Linked DNA regions of Triticum aestivum: region 1 is linked to region 2. Evidence: chromatin contacts called from public HiCAR-type data. All regions are on one chromosome and are shown on one strand. The core of a region is the stretch at or near the end of the contact, and the rest is flanking DNA. Distances in the headings are between cores, read along the strand shown. Region 1 holds the start of LOC123148255 (probable methyltransferase PMT24). Region 2 holds the start of LOC123148254 (protein FMP32, mitochondrial).

What was found. HiCAR-type assays count read pairs that join an accessible place to other places.
Region 1: a HiCAR-type map of leaf shows a contact between it and region 2, with 5 times the contacts expected there. The contact joins the promoter of LOC123148255 here to the promoter of LOC123148254 in region 2. A contact is called at or near these places in 4 of 5 Hi-C or Micro-C datasets (leaf and an unstated tissue) and 1 of 1 datasets of contacts at active chromatin or transcription factors (leaf).

The regions. Positions count from the first base shown.
Region 1 is chr7A:562,689,891-562,696,501 of IWGSC CS RefSeq v2.1, reverse strand. LOC123148255 (probable methyltransferase PMT24) reads left to right here and starts at 1,632. Exons shown (of 5, transcript XM_044567640.1): 1 at 1,632-3,292; 2 at 3,372-3,903; 3 at 3,985-4,432; 4 at 4,518-4,712; 5 at 4,789-5,247. The coding sequence starts at 1,946. The coding sequence ends at 5,005. LOC123148256 (tRNA-dihydrouridine(16/17) synthase [NAD(P)(+)]-like) reads right to left here. Exons shown (of 3, transcript XM_044567642.1): 3 at 5,336-6,403. The coding sequence ends at 5,656.
Region 2 is chr7A:562,308,077-562,314,736 of IWGSC CS RefSeq v2.1, reverse strand. It overlaps LOC123148254 (protein FMP32, mitochondrial), which reads right to left and starts at 4,857. Exons shown (of 7, transcript XM_044567639.1): 1 at 4,462-4,857; 2 at 4,187-4,318; 3 at 4,041-4,100; 4 at 1,909-1,985; 5 at 1,764-1,820; 6 at 27-93. The coding sequence starts at 4,623.

The DNA of each region.
Region 1 (6,611 bases), core at 383-2,882, 380 kb before region 2:
AAGGGACATATTTTCCACTCCGTTGTCAATTCCGCTTTGCAAGACTATCTGCTGCAAATGAAAAACAATTACGAGAAAGGTTTAGCTTGCTTGGTAGCCACTGGTTTATATGGATATTTAAGAGTGTTGGGTTTAGTCCCACATCGATTGTGGGAGGAGAATAATACGATTTATAAGGGTGAGGGTGTCCCTTCTAACAGGCTAGTCTTTGGGGGAAGAGGCCTCAAGGCCTCTCATAAGTCGATGTTGCTCTCGGATGGTCAACGATGACCTCAAATTTATTCTAACAATTGGTATCAGTGCCCAGGTGCCCGAAATAAAATCTTGATGAACTCACGCATGGTCGGTCATGGTTGGTGGGCTGGTAACGCTGGTGTTAACGGGCCCATGTGTGACCGATGTGCGAGGGGGAGATTGTTGGGTTTAGTCCCACATCGATTGTGGGGGAGACATAACACGATTTATAAGTGCGAGGGTGTCCCCTCCTAACAGGCTAGTCTTTTGGGGGGGAAGATGGCCCAAGGCCTCTCATAAGTCGATGTTGCTCTCCGGTTGGGCCTGGTTGACGCATGTGGGTCCAAACGTTGATGGTAGCGGACCCGGGATTGCGTAACAAAGAGGTCAGTATCACAACACAAACTCGTAATTCTCTTGTATAGTTAAGTTTGAATAGTGGACATTGAAGAATGATCAATGAGCGAATTGAAGATAACTCAGATGGTTAGATTTCTTGTGATGGAATCAACTCATCAAAGTTCATGTTCTAGACTTGGCGCTGATAGTTGCATTTTTCTGTACCTATTTCAGACGTTCCGGCGATGTGAGTTCAGTGGGAGGAGATGTTCCCGTCGACTACGAATGCGTCTGTGATGACTTCGTCAACTTAAAATGTTGTGCCGGCTGAGTATCTCGGAGATGCTTATAGGGATAGAGTGTGTGTGTGCGCGCTCATAGGATGAGTGTATGTGCGTGAGCATTTGTATTGTATTTTAAAAAATGCCCTTGCCGGCGTGAGGGCTCTGTTTTCAGTTGTTTCTTCGCGTTTTGTTACGATTTGTGTTCTGCTCAGGAAGACGAGACGGCGGCGGCTCCCTGAAGATGTAGTAATGTTCTTCCCGCCTAGCCCCTGTCTTGATTATGTCTCTAGCATCTTCGATGGGTGGGTGGAGGTGTGTCTCCGGTGAATCTATTATTGGTGAATTTGCTCGGATCTGGCCGTAGTTCGTCTACTTTCATGTGTTTTCAGGTTGGATCATTCCGAGCTACTCTACTCTTCATCGGCGGCGGTTGTTGTCCTGCTGCGCTGGTCCTATGGAGTCTTAGCACGACGACTTCCCGATTGTCTATTACAACAAGTTTTGCCCGGCTTTGGCGAGGGAGAGACAATGACGGCGGCGCGCATTCGGCTCGCTTCGGTGCTTGTAGTCGTCGCTAGGTGAAAAAAAATACTATGAGAGGAAGTTTTCTCGAAAAAACAAAATCAACTATGGACATCCACACGTACGGTTGTTAAAAAAATGCAATTTAGCGAATTGTTGGTTCATGCAAAGATTGCCTCCAATTTCCATGGGATCGACCGACCAAAAGTAGTACTAGTCTACAAGACGAAGAAAAGAAGTTAAGAAAAGACTGCTGATGATCCTGTTGACGGGAGCAACAAACAAACTAACCGGCACGGGAGAGATCCGCGGCTCCGTGTCCCGATTCTCCTGCGAGTCCTGTCCCACGCCAAGCCGCTCAACCAGCGAACCGCCTGCTGACCCCACATCCTGCTCGCCCCCGACGTGCGGGGATCACCCCGCGTTCCCCGAACTCGTGTGCATGGCGCGCCACGTACGCCCATCGCGCCCCGCAACGCAAACACAGCGCCTAAAACCCGCGTCCAAACCAATGGTGGCACTACCAGCTTAGATAGATCGATCGACCCATCCATCGGCCGATCGGCATGGCGGGGGTGGGAGGCCGGAGCTCGCGCGCCGCCGGGAAGCGCGGGGGCGGGGCGGCGTCCTCGTCCGCGGCCGCGTCGGCGTGCGTCTACTACGCCACCACGGGGGTGCTCGTGGCGCTCTGCGTCGCCGGGGCCTACTTGCTCACGTCCACCTCGTCCGCGTCCATCGCCGGGCCGGACGACGGGGACAAGGCGGCCGCCGTCACGGCGTACCGCCATACCACGCGCTCGTCGTTCGCGTACGAGGTGACCAGGGAGAAGGCGCCGCCGTCGCCGCCGCGCGAGCCCGAGGCCGAGGACGGGGCGCTGGGCAAGGAGGACGCTGGCTCCGAGGAGGATGGCGGCGCCGAGCAGGAGCGCGGCAGCGCCGTCACCGCGGCGGCCGTGGGCGACCCGCATGCCCAGCCCGATCTGGACGAGCGTGGCTCCGGCGGCGAGGACTCCAAGAGCGACGCGGCGGCGGTGGACGAGGACCAGAGCAACGAGCGTGTCCGCGTCGCCGCCAGCGAGGCCACCGCCGAGGAGGAGGAGGACGCCGCGGCGGCGACGGGCGCGGACAAGGAGCAAGAAACGCTGGACAACGATCAGGAAGAAGAGCAGCAGTCGCATCTGCAGATGCCGCGCGCCACGGTGGAGGAGAGGAACCTGGACGGCGGCATCGAGGAGGAGAGCATCGCGCGGCAGCGGCAGAGCGACGAGGAGGAGCGTATGAGCGCCGGCGACGAGCAGCCCGGCACGGGCATCCTCCGCCGCGAGGCGCAGGAGGACGAGGCGGCGGAGCGGCAGTCGGATGAGGATAGACCCGATCAGGAGCAGCCGGAGGAGGAGCGTAGCAGCGACCAATCGCTGGTCGAGGAGGACGGGCGCACGTTGGTGGAGGTGGAGTCCGACCCCGGGCAAGAAGACGGCGGCGGAGACGACAAGGCAGCCGAGTCAGAGCACAAGGAGGACACGGACGGCAGCGGCGCCGGCTCGGTGAACCACAACGTCGTCGATACGCTGCAAGGCGAGGACTCGGCCGTCGGCGCCGGAGGAGACCAGAGCGCGTGGGCGACGCAGCGCGATCAGTCCCACCGGGAGAAGGACCGGCGCCAGGAAGACGCGGGCGACGGCAACAGCACGGACGGGGAGGAGCAGCACGAGTGGCGGACGTGCAACGTCAAGGCCGGCGCCGACTACATCCCGTGCCTGGACAACGAGAAGGCCGTCAAGAAGCTGCGGCCGGAGAACTTCCGGCGCTACGAGCACCGCGAGCGTCACTGCCCCGACGAGGGCCCGACGTGCCTCGTCGCGCTCCCAAGAGGCTACCGCCGGCCCGTCGAGTGGCCAAAGAGCCGCGACAGGGTACAAACAAAAAAACATTCTTCTTTCCATGGATTGGTTGCTCACTGACACGACGATGGTGACTTACTGACTTGTGCAGATTTGGCTGAGCAATGTGCCGCACACGAAGCTGGTCCAGGTGAAGGGGCACCAGAACTGGGTGAAGGTGAGCGGGCAGTACCTGCTCTTCCCCGGCGGCGGCACGCAGTTCATCCACGGCGCGCTGCACTACATCGACTTCCTGCAGCAGTCGGTGCGCGGCGTCGCGTGGGGGAAGCGCACGCGGGTGGTGCTGGACGTGGGGTGCGGCGTGGCCAGCTTCGGGGGCTACCTGTTCGAGCGGGACGTGGTGACCATGTCGTTCGCGCCCAAGGACGAGCACGAGGCGCAGGTGCAGATGGCGCTGGAGCGCGGCATCCCGGCCATCTCCGCCGTCATGGGCTCCAAGCGCCTCCCCTTCCCCAGCAAGGCGTTCGACCTCGTCCACTGCGCGCGCTGCCGTGTCCCCTGGCACGCCGACGGCGGCGCCCTCCTCCTCGAGCTCAACCGCGTCCTCCGCCCCGGCGGCCTCTTCGTCTGGTCCGCCACGCCCGTCTACCAGAAGCTCACCGACGACGTCGAGATCTGGAAAGGTATGTGCAGACATGATTAAGCACCAATGATTTTTGCTTATGAGTTCTCACCGTGAGCATGAGTGAACGAACCATTCGCAGCAATGACGGCTCTGACGAAATCCATGTGCTGGGAGCTGGTGACGATCAAGAAAGACCGGCTCAACGGCGTCGGCGCCGCCTTCTACCGGAAGCCGACGTCTAACGAGTGCTACGAGAGCCGGACAAGGCAGCAGCCTCCCATGTGCAGCGACGACGACGACGCCAACGCGGCGTGGTACGTCCGCCTGAACGCGTGCATCCACCGGGTGCCGACCGGCGTGGCGGAGCGCGGGGCCAGGTGGCCGGCGGACTGGCCGCGGCGGGTGCGCGCGCCGCCCAACTGGCTCAACACCTCGCAGGTCGGAGTATACGGGAAGCCTGCGCCGGAGGACTTCGTGGCGGACTACCAGCACTGGAGGCGCGTCATGGACAAGTCGTACCTCAACGGCCTGGGCGTCGACTGGTCCAGGGTGAGGAACGTCATGGACATGCGAGCCGCCTACGGAGGGTAATATCAGCGACAAGAACCCTTCCCGCCATTGCACCTAGCAATCACCTCCGCGACATTGATGGATGTACATGGTCTCTGCCAGGTTCGCCGCGGCGCTGAGGGACCAGAAGGTCTGGGTGATGAACGTCGTCAACGTGGACGCGCCGGACACGCTGCCCATCATCTTCGACCGCGGGCTGTTCGGCATGTACCATGACTGGTGCGAGTCCTTCAGCACCTACCCGAGGACCTACGACCTTCTGCACGCCGATCGCCTCTTCTCAAAGATAAAGGACAGGTCAGTCGCTGCTCTGCTTACTTCTACTTCAGCCATGGTCGGTTCAGGGTTACGACGGCAAACGTGTGTTGTTCAGGTGCGCCGTGCTGCCGGTCATCGTCGAGGTGGACAGGATCGTGAGGCCGGGAGGGAGCATCATCGTGCGCGACGACTCCGGCGCCGTCGGCGAGGTGGAGAAGCTCTTGAGGTCGCTTCACTGGGACGTGAGGCTCACCTTCTCCAAGAACGATGAAGGGGTGCTGTTCGCCGAGAAATCGGATTGGCGGACGGAGCTGGCCGCCGAGCCAACCTAAACCAAGCCATCTCCATTCTCATGATCACAAGCAATTTTCACCCAGCAAAAGATAGATAGGGTTTTTCTTTTGTTCTTTTTTTTTAATTCTTTCTTTGGTTAGCATTAATGTAGTATGTGGTACCAACTAACTACCCTACAAATAAGACATGGCTCTGTAATGCAGTATGCATCCAAGACTCATGCATAGAACTGAGATGAGTGGAGCATTAGTTTGTCAGTTCAAATACTTGCTCCCTCCAACCCATAATAAGTGTCACAGTTTTGAACTACTCCAGTTGCTAGCAAATCAGTTAGATTAGTAAAGTTAAATCAATGTTGAGTCCAGGTGTTAGAAGATACTACTTCAATAGCAGATCGTAATAATGTCTGCAGATGTGCACATCAATTGTTACAACAATGTAAGGTATCCACGGCAGATGCTCTGAACAAATCAATTGGGCAACCACTGGCATATCTTTATACAAATTCATTTTTGACCCTAGTAGTTCTCTTTTACAGAACCACGACCCATGGTGCCTCCCATAAAGTGTGTTCCAACAAAATGCTGATACAATCTATACTGACATTAGATATCTGGTGCCTTCTGGTTCATCTTTAGTTTACCTCCATAAATCGGTAAGCTGTAGATGGCAAAATTGATGGGCATCATCACGCATTGCTTGCAGCTAGCCCGTTTGTAACGGCATGTGACTGTAAAGAGCTCTGATCTCTGTAAAGTGGTATTCCACCGCCGAGTTCTTTCAGCCTCTTTACCATATCATGCAACCCCTCAAAAGTGAGCTTGGTCTGTGCATTGAATTCCTCCCTCACTTGCGGATGCACTCTAAAACAGCTTCCCAGCAACTTGTGGAGATGGGATCGAATCATTCTCCATGGCACTGGGTATTGCTCGCACAGTTTCAAATACTCAATGGCAAGATCAGCCGGGTCTAAACCACCATCTCCGTCTTCATTGCCATCTTCTTTCCACTCCTTTGTACGGAAACCAGCAAATAATGCTGGATTTTCCAAAAGAGGTTCAGCTGAAAGCACGCCATCAGCACCAGTGTGTTGCAGACAGCTCTTCACATCCTCCATATGACGAATGTTTCCATTTGCAAGTACAGGTATCCTCAGGGCATCTTTCACAGCTTTGATGGCATCCCAGTCAGCTCGAAATTTCTTCCCATCTTTTTCATCTCTTGTACGCCCATGCACTGCCACAAGAGAAGCACCGGCTTCTTCAAGCATCTTTGCATACGCAAGTGTGTCCTCCAGTCGCGGAAATATGCGGATCTTGCAAGAGACTGGAACACAAAGGTTCTCTGACAGATTTTGCACAAGCGATTTAACGAGTGGAAGGTTGTCCATGAGAAATGCCCCATAGTATCCCCGTTTAGCAATGCGCTGTGGACATCTGCAGAGTTTTCAGAGAGGCATTACTGCCATTTAGAAAAGAATCCAGTTTGAATCATATATTTGAAATAATGATCATATATGGGGAACATCCACGATGTACTGAATATTAAAAATGATGAAGATATTAAATTTGCAGACATAATGCCACCACAGACACATTTGCAAAATGTGCAGTACCCGAGGAAACCTCAGATAAGGCAGCTTTA
Region 2 (6,660 bases), core at 3,608-6,107:
CCACACATGCAGGCACTTTTGCTCACCTTGTCAAGCTTTGTGGTGAGATCTGTGGTTTCTTCATTCTGCTTGGCGAGCTCATCACGTATGCGCCTGGAGCAATCATGTTTTAATCATATAACACCGACAAAACAATCTTAATAATTGTGACAGAAACATGACAAAGACAGAGCAACCACTGGAATTGTCATGGAAGTAAATAAGTAATGCCCAGTGTAAGCACTAATAGATGAAACTACTTTGTTTCATTTTCAAAAGGTCAATGGGGGTCAAGGGGAAGAAGAATTAAGGTTCCCACTTGCTGCTAGCCTGGCCTGTTCTACAAAAAAGTTCGTTCTCCGACTCCCATAACTCATTTATGCTTCAAAAATCAACTAGAATGTAATTAAAGTCTTTATATACCATTAATCATTTATGCTTTAAAAATCAACTAGAATGTAATTAAAGTCTTAATATACCATTAAGTATTAAAAAGTGGCACTGGAATTCTTAAGATTATAAATATAAACCTAGACACTTAATGGTGTATTAAGACAAGAGTTAATATGCTACTTGCATCCTGACCATCCAAGAATTTTGTCAAGAGAAATTATGAGCAGCCCGACCAAAAAGTAAAAGGTGAAAGTTCATACAACAAACCGAATTTAACCTTAAACACTCTAGGTTGGACCTAAAACTTGAACACTGACTGACAATGTTTTGTTACGCATAGAAGTGATCAATAATTGCATAGAATGATAGAACAGACAAGCAGTCCAAATTAAAGGGCACAAGGCCACAAACAGACTCAAAGACGATGGCCACGTATACATCAGACAATCTTAGAAGTGAGAAGTTTAACAATTCCTCAATTATTTATTCTTACATAAATTCAAATAAAGTATACTTTCTGATGCTTCAATAGTCAGCGAGAGCTGTTACATAGATGTGTCTTGGTCAGATAAGACAAACAAAACAATCTTAATTATTGTGGCGGAAATGTGATAAAGACAGACCAACACTGGAATTGTCATTTTTAAATAAGTAATGCCCAGTGTATAAACACTAATAGATGAAACTACTTTGTTTCATTTTCGAAAGGTCAATGGGGGCTAAGGGGGAGAAGAATTAAGGTTCCACTTGCCGCTAGCCTGCACTATTTGGAACTATTCTACAAAAAGTTCATTCTCCCATAACTCATTAATACTTCAGAAATCAACTATAAATGTACTTAAAAACTTAAAATGCCATTAAGGGTTAAAGGGTGGCAGTGGAATTCTCAAGATAGCAATATAAATCTAGACAGTCCGGTTAATCAATGTCATGACTCAACATGTGCAGTAAGATCAGCAAGCCAAGAGTTAATGATCATGTATGCTACATGCATCCTGACCATTGGAGAATTTTGCTAAGAGAAATTATGAGGAAACCGACCAAAAGTAAATGGTGAAAGTTCAATACAGCAAACCGAATTTTATCTTAAACACTCTGTAGGTTGGTCCCAAAACTTAATAGTTAAGACACTGAATGGCAATGTCTTGTTACACACCGAAGTGATTAATAATTGCATAGAACAGATAAGCAGTCCAAATTAAAGGCCACGAGGCCAAAAGCTCAAAGATGCTGGACACAGACATCAGATGGTCTTAGAAGTGAGAAGTTTGACCATTCTTTGATTATTTATTCTAAACTATGATTTCTGATGCTTAAATAGTTAGCAAGACTGTTAGCCAATTGCAAGGATAGTGCGTGCAGCATATAAAAAAATAGATATGTAATCTTACCCTCTTTCAAGGTTCAGATCCAACCGCTGCCCTGCAGTGACCTTGTCAATCTCATACCTGTTTCACACAAAATAACCATTAGGTTGAGTATGCAATTTAAAATTTGTGGTATAAACAGCTCATGAATGCAGAAGTTCATACTCACTTCAGTTCACTCCTCATCTTATCAATGTCTCCACGGAGTTTTTCAGTCTCCCGCTGTAACAAAGAGAAATGGTTTTCCTGCATACAGAAACTTCCCACTCATGAGCTTATTTAGTAAAAAATAAGAACACAAGTTCTGATTAACATGGACAATTGTAAGTCACATGTTGTAGTAATTATTAAACATATTTTTGCTCCAACCAAACTCCATATAGAGAAATAAGTGCATGAGAAAGGTTCAACAAAACAGAAGTTACAAATACCAATAGATTGAAAAAGGAGTTTATGACCTGCAACCAATGCAAATATGGCCCACACAGAATGTGTTGCATTGGCACCAGTGATCTTTAATTAGCCTTTTCGTCAAGTCTTTTTGGCATGTACACATGTTTCTACAATGCTGAGCATTTCCATTGCAAGCACCAGTGATCTTTAATTAGCCTTTTGGTCAAGTCTTTTTGGCATGTACACATGTTTCTACAATGCTGAGCATTTCCATTGCAAGCATTGTGCAAAGCAAAACAAAACTGAAAGTCAATAAGCCACACAGCAGTAACATCCAGACAGCACTTTTAGTTTATTCGCTGAATAAGCTATTTTTTTCTTCTTTCCTTTGAAATCTACTGATCAACATATCCAACACCGTCGAGTGAGCACGAAAACATCTCTAAGGAGTGACTTATTAGTAGAATGAGAGTTCATGAGTTCAGTGGAGAGTCTCAGTTCTGCCCCGCAACATTGGTTAATTAGCTGAACAAGAGTTCATTGCCATGGGAATATTAATCACTAATCATCATACTTTCAAGAATCAAGAACACTAAAGATTGGAAATAGTATACATTTGCGTACTAAATGGCAGAAATGCAGGTTGCTAAACTTTGGCTAAAGGATAAAGATCAAAATAATCCTTTCAAATCTACGGATCAACAAATCCAAAGCTGTGGGGTGAGTACGAAAATATTTCTAAAGAGTGACTTATTAGAGGAATGGAGAGTCTCAGTTCTGTCTCCGCAATATTGGTTAATTAGCTGAATGAGAGTTCATTGCCATGGAAATACTAATCACTAATCAGCGTACATTTTCCAGAATCAAGAACACTACATATTAGAAATACTGTACATTTGAATACCAAATGGCAGAAATGCAAGTTAATAAACTTTGGCTAAAGAATAAAGATAAAACAATCCTTATATTGTGTTGAAGATTGTTTAGAGATTTGGTAGCATTTGCAGGTTCAAACAAAACTTTATCAGAAAAAACAAACATCAATGTGAACCAAATTATCCTTTAGGTGAAACAACAGGATAGAACATGTGAATACATGTGCTCCATGGTAAGAGCTAGAAAAACCTACTAATCTCACTTCTACAAGGTGAGATGTTAATGAAAAAACAAATTATGGCAGACTATGTAAGAGATAACATTAATTAAACAAGAAAAATAAAATGTACATGTGAAGGACACGAAACAAGCCAATACTGTCAGATTAGACGCTTCTACAACACGGGGAGTCCAAAACAGTAAAGTGCCAACAACAGTAACCTAATAGGTCTATTAAGATCAAATAGCACAGAATGATTGGGCATTGGAGCAAACGGTGACCCCAAACCCTAATTACTACCTCCGTTCGGAATTAACTGTCACTGAAATGAGTGTATCTAGACGGGTTTCAGTGTGTAGACTCACTCATTTCAGCGACAGTTAATTCCGAACGGAGGAAGTACATGCCAACTATTTGCACAAATCAATCGTTATAAGCCAAATGAGGGCTACTTCTTCCAATTACCAACATACAATCACGAAATGAAGTAATGCAGGATAACCCAGAGAGAACAATGCTAAGTAGAACTTGTACAAGCTAATGATGAAGTCCTAATTACATACGAACCAAGCTATTTGCACAAACAAAACGCTTATAAGCCAAATGGGGGCTACATCTTGAAGGTACCAACAGAAAATCACAAAATGGAGTAATGCAGAATAACCAAGTGAGAAACAATGGCAAGTAGAAACTGTAGAAGCTATATGATGAAGTTCAACAGAAGGGCAACAACAGCCATAAGAACAACAGCTTCTACAAACGTCAGTGGTCATCAAATTCACATCGAACAAACAGTTTGGTTCCAAGCATACCTGCGAGCTCTGCACTTGCGACTTGAACTTGGAGATATTGGCCTCCTGCAGCATCTCACTCTGCACACGGCAAATCAAAAGCAGGAAACAGATGAGTAAGCTGTCCATCCCCACCAGAAATACAGTCAGAAGGTGACTGGCGTTACCTTCTGCATCTCGGCCTTGGAGACGAAGGACTCGGAGATGCTCTCGAGGCTGTCGTTGAGGACCTCCGTGATGGCGGACGTGATGGCCTCCGCCTGCTTGGTCGGGACGCCCTGCGACTCCAGCTTCCTCACCTGCGAACCAACGCGATGACCCACGCGCGCACGCGATCTCAGCATTGCATTTCGTCGAGCACCTCCGGGGCGCCAATTCCCACAAACAGCTGCCATTCCGTAGGCGGATGGCAGTAGTAAGCGTGGCAGGTGAAGTAGGTTACCAGGGCGAGGGTGTCGACGAGGAAGGCGCGGCGGCCGTTGGTCTTGACGAGCTGCGAGATGCTGCGGGCGGCGGCGGGGCCGGCCCACCGCGTCGGCCACTGGTGGTGATGGTTGTGCAGGAGCAGGCCGCGCCTGCACGCCGCGGCGGCCGCTGCGGCCATCTCCTCCCCCCCGCGCGAGGCGTCGACCGGAGGAGACGGGGGCGCGTGGGCGGAGGAGGCGGACGGGGAGGGGGGCGGGCGGGGCGCGGGGTCGGTGCGGGGCGGTCGGGCCGGGCTATAAGCGGGCGGGCGGTGCCGGATTCGGGCGGCTCGGCTTGGTTTGAGGGAGGGTGGCGGTGGTGGGGTTGGAGGCGGGGGCGGTGCTAATTTGGGAAAGGTGGGGAAGGGAGACGGTGGGAGGCGGAGGAGGTCGGGAGGATGGCAAGGCGTGGAGAAGAAGAAGACGCCGAGGACCCAGGGGGGAAAGCGGAAGAGGAGAACGTGTTTGGGAAGAAAACTAGCAACCGCTTCCGTGCTTCGTGTTTGTTCCCCCTTCTCGTTTGTTGGTTTCGTGAAACAGCCCTCGGTTCTACGCGTGGTGCGGTGCAGCTGCTATTCTTTCTCTTCCGTGGGTTTGTTTGCAAATGTTTCGCAAGTCCTAGACGTGACGCAGAATATTGTTGAACAACCGGAATCTGAAGCAGTGCGGTTACGCGGAGCGAAATCTATTTAATTTTCTTTTTGCGGGAAATCTCTATATTCGTTACAGAATGCAATCGAATGTAGTATTCGCAAAAAAAAAAAGGAATCGGATGCAATATGCATGCCAAAAAATGCCACCCTGGTCTGGTGACTGGTGGTGGTCTCCCAGCCTGGTCCGCGTTGGTCCGACCCGACCGGTTGGGTAGGGCGGCCACGGGCTGGTGACCGGCGAAGTGGCGGACGATGATGATTTGACGGTGATGGAGTATTGGATTTGCTCGGGTAAACGTGTTCAACGAGGCAAAATGCTCGTCTCCTTGGCTGACTCGCACGGGTCCCCATCCACGGACGATGAATCCACCGGCCGAGTCCGCGTCGCCCGCGCTTCCCTAGGCGTCGCCGTCCACGCTTCGACGTGCGCCTCGCCTCGCCGCGTCTGCCCAGCACCATACGAGCAATGGTTTTTTTATTTTATCTTAGTGGTCCATACGAGCAATGGTAGGTAGCCCACGGGACCTCCACGCGTCGCCTGCACCACATGGGCCGGGGCGCCTGGCCCAGCAAGCACAGTCAAAGCTAGCGACAAAAGCTCACGCCTGTTTTTTTTTTCATTTGGGTCTGTTTAATTTTAAGTTGAAAAAGTCATGAATTCAAACAATTGTGAATTCAAAAATGTTCATGAATTTATAAAAAATGTTTACAGGTTTGAAAAATGTTCATGAATTCAAAATATTGTTCATGAATTGTAAAAATATTCCGAAATCAACATAAGTTCATGAATTCAAAAAATATAATCACAAACTCGAGAAAAGATCATGAATGAAAAAATCAATCCAACCTTCGTCTAGGTACAACAATAGTTGCCTTGTCCACCATCTTTTTCTCAAGGTGTTTCACATCTTTGATCCCACCTTTCAGCTGCTCATGTACTTCCTTCTACTTGCCTTTCTTCAGAACACACTTGAAGCACTGTCCACTTTTTGAAACAGTACGCTTGGCGCGACGAGTACGCCTTGCAAAATCGGAGCTATGAGAGCCTGCCTTCGAATGTGACTCGGTGATGCTAACCATGGTATGATCCAGATAATAATTGTTTATAGCGATATACAACACAAGACATCTAACAAATAATTATCAGGTCGCCTAGGGGTTTAATACGTATGGGGTCACTGTTATCCGAATGGCAACGGATTCAGGATACAACCTTCAAACAAATTATAAAACATTCACATTACAACAAAGGCTCGCACTGATAGAGTTCGGAACTGATCTTACTCATAACAACAGTTCAAAGTATGCTACATTGATCTGAGCTACCCACTTCACACGAATTTGCAGGGGAGTTAAGCCATAATGCAGGAAGCACATAGCAATAGGCAGATCCAAGCACTACTTGGAAAACCCCTATAGGCAATCACATAATAGTGGCGCGGGTTATATGCCCCGTGCTACTGCTACATGGTAGTAGTGTGGGCTAAAAAGTGCGCTAATAGTAGAAATTAGCACTAGCGCGGG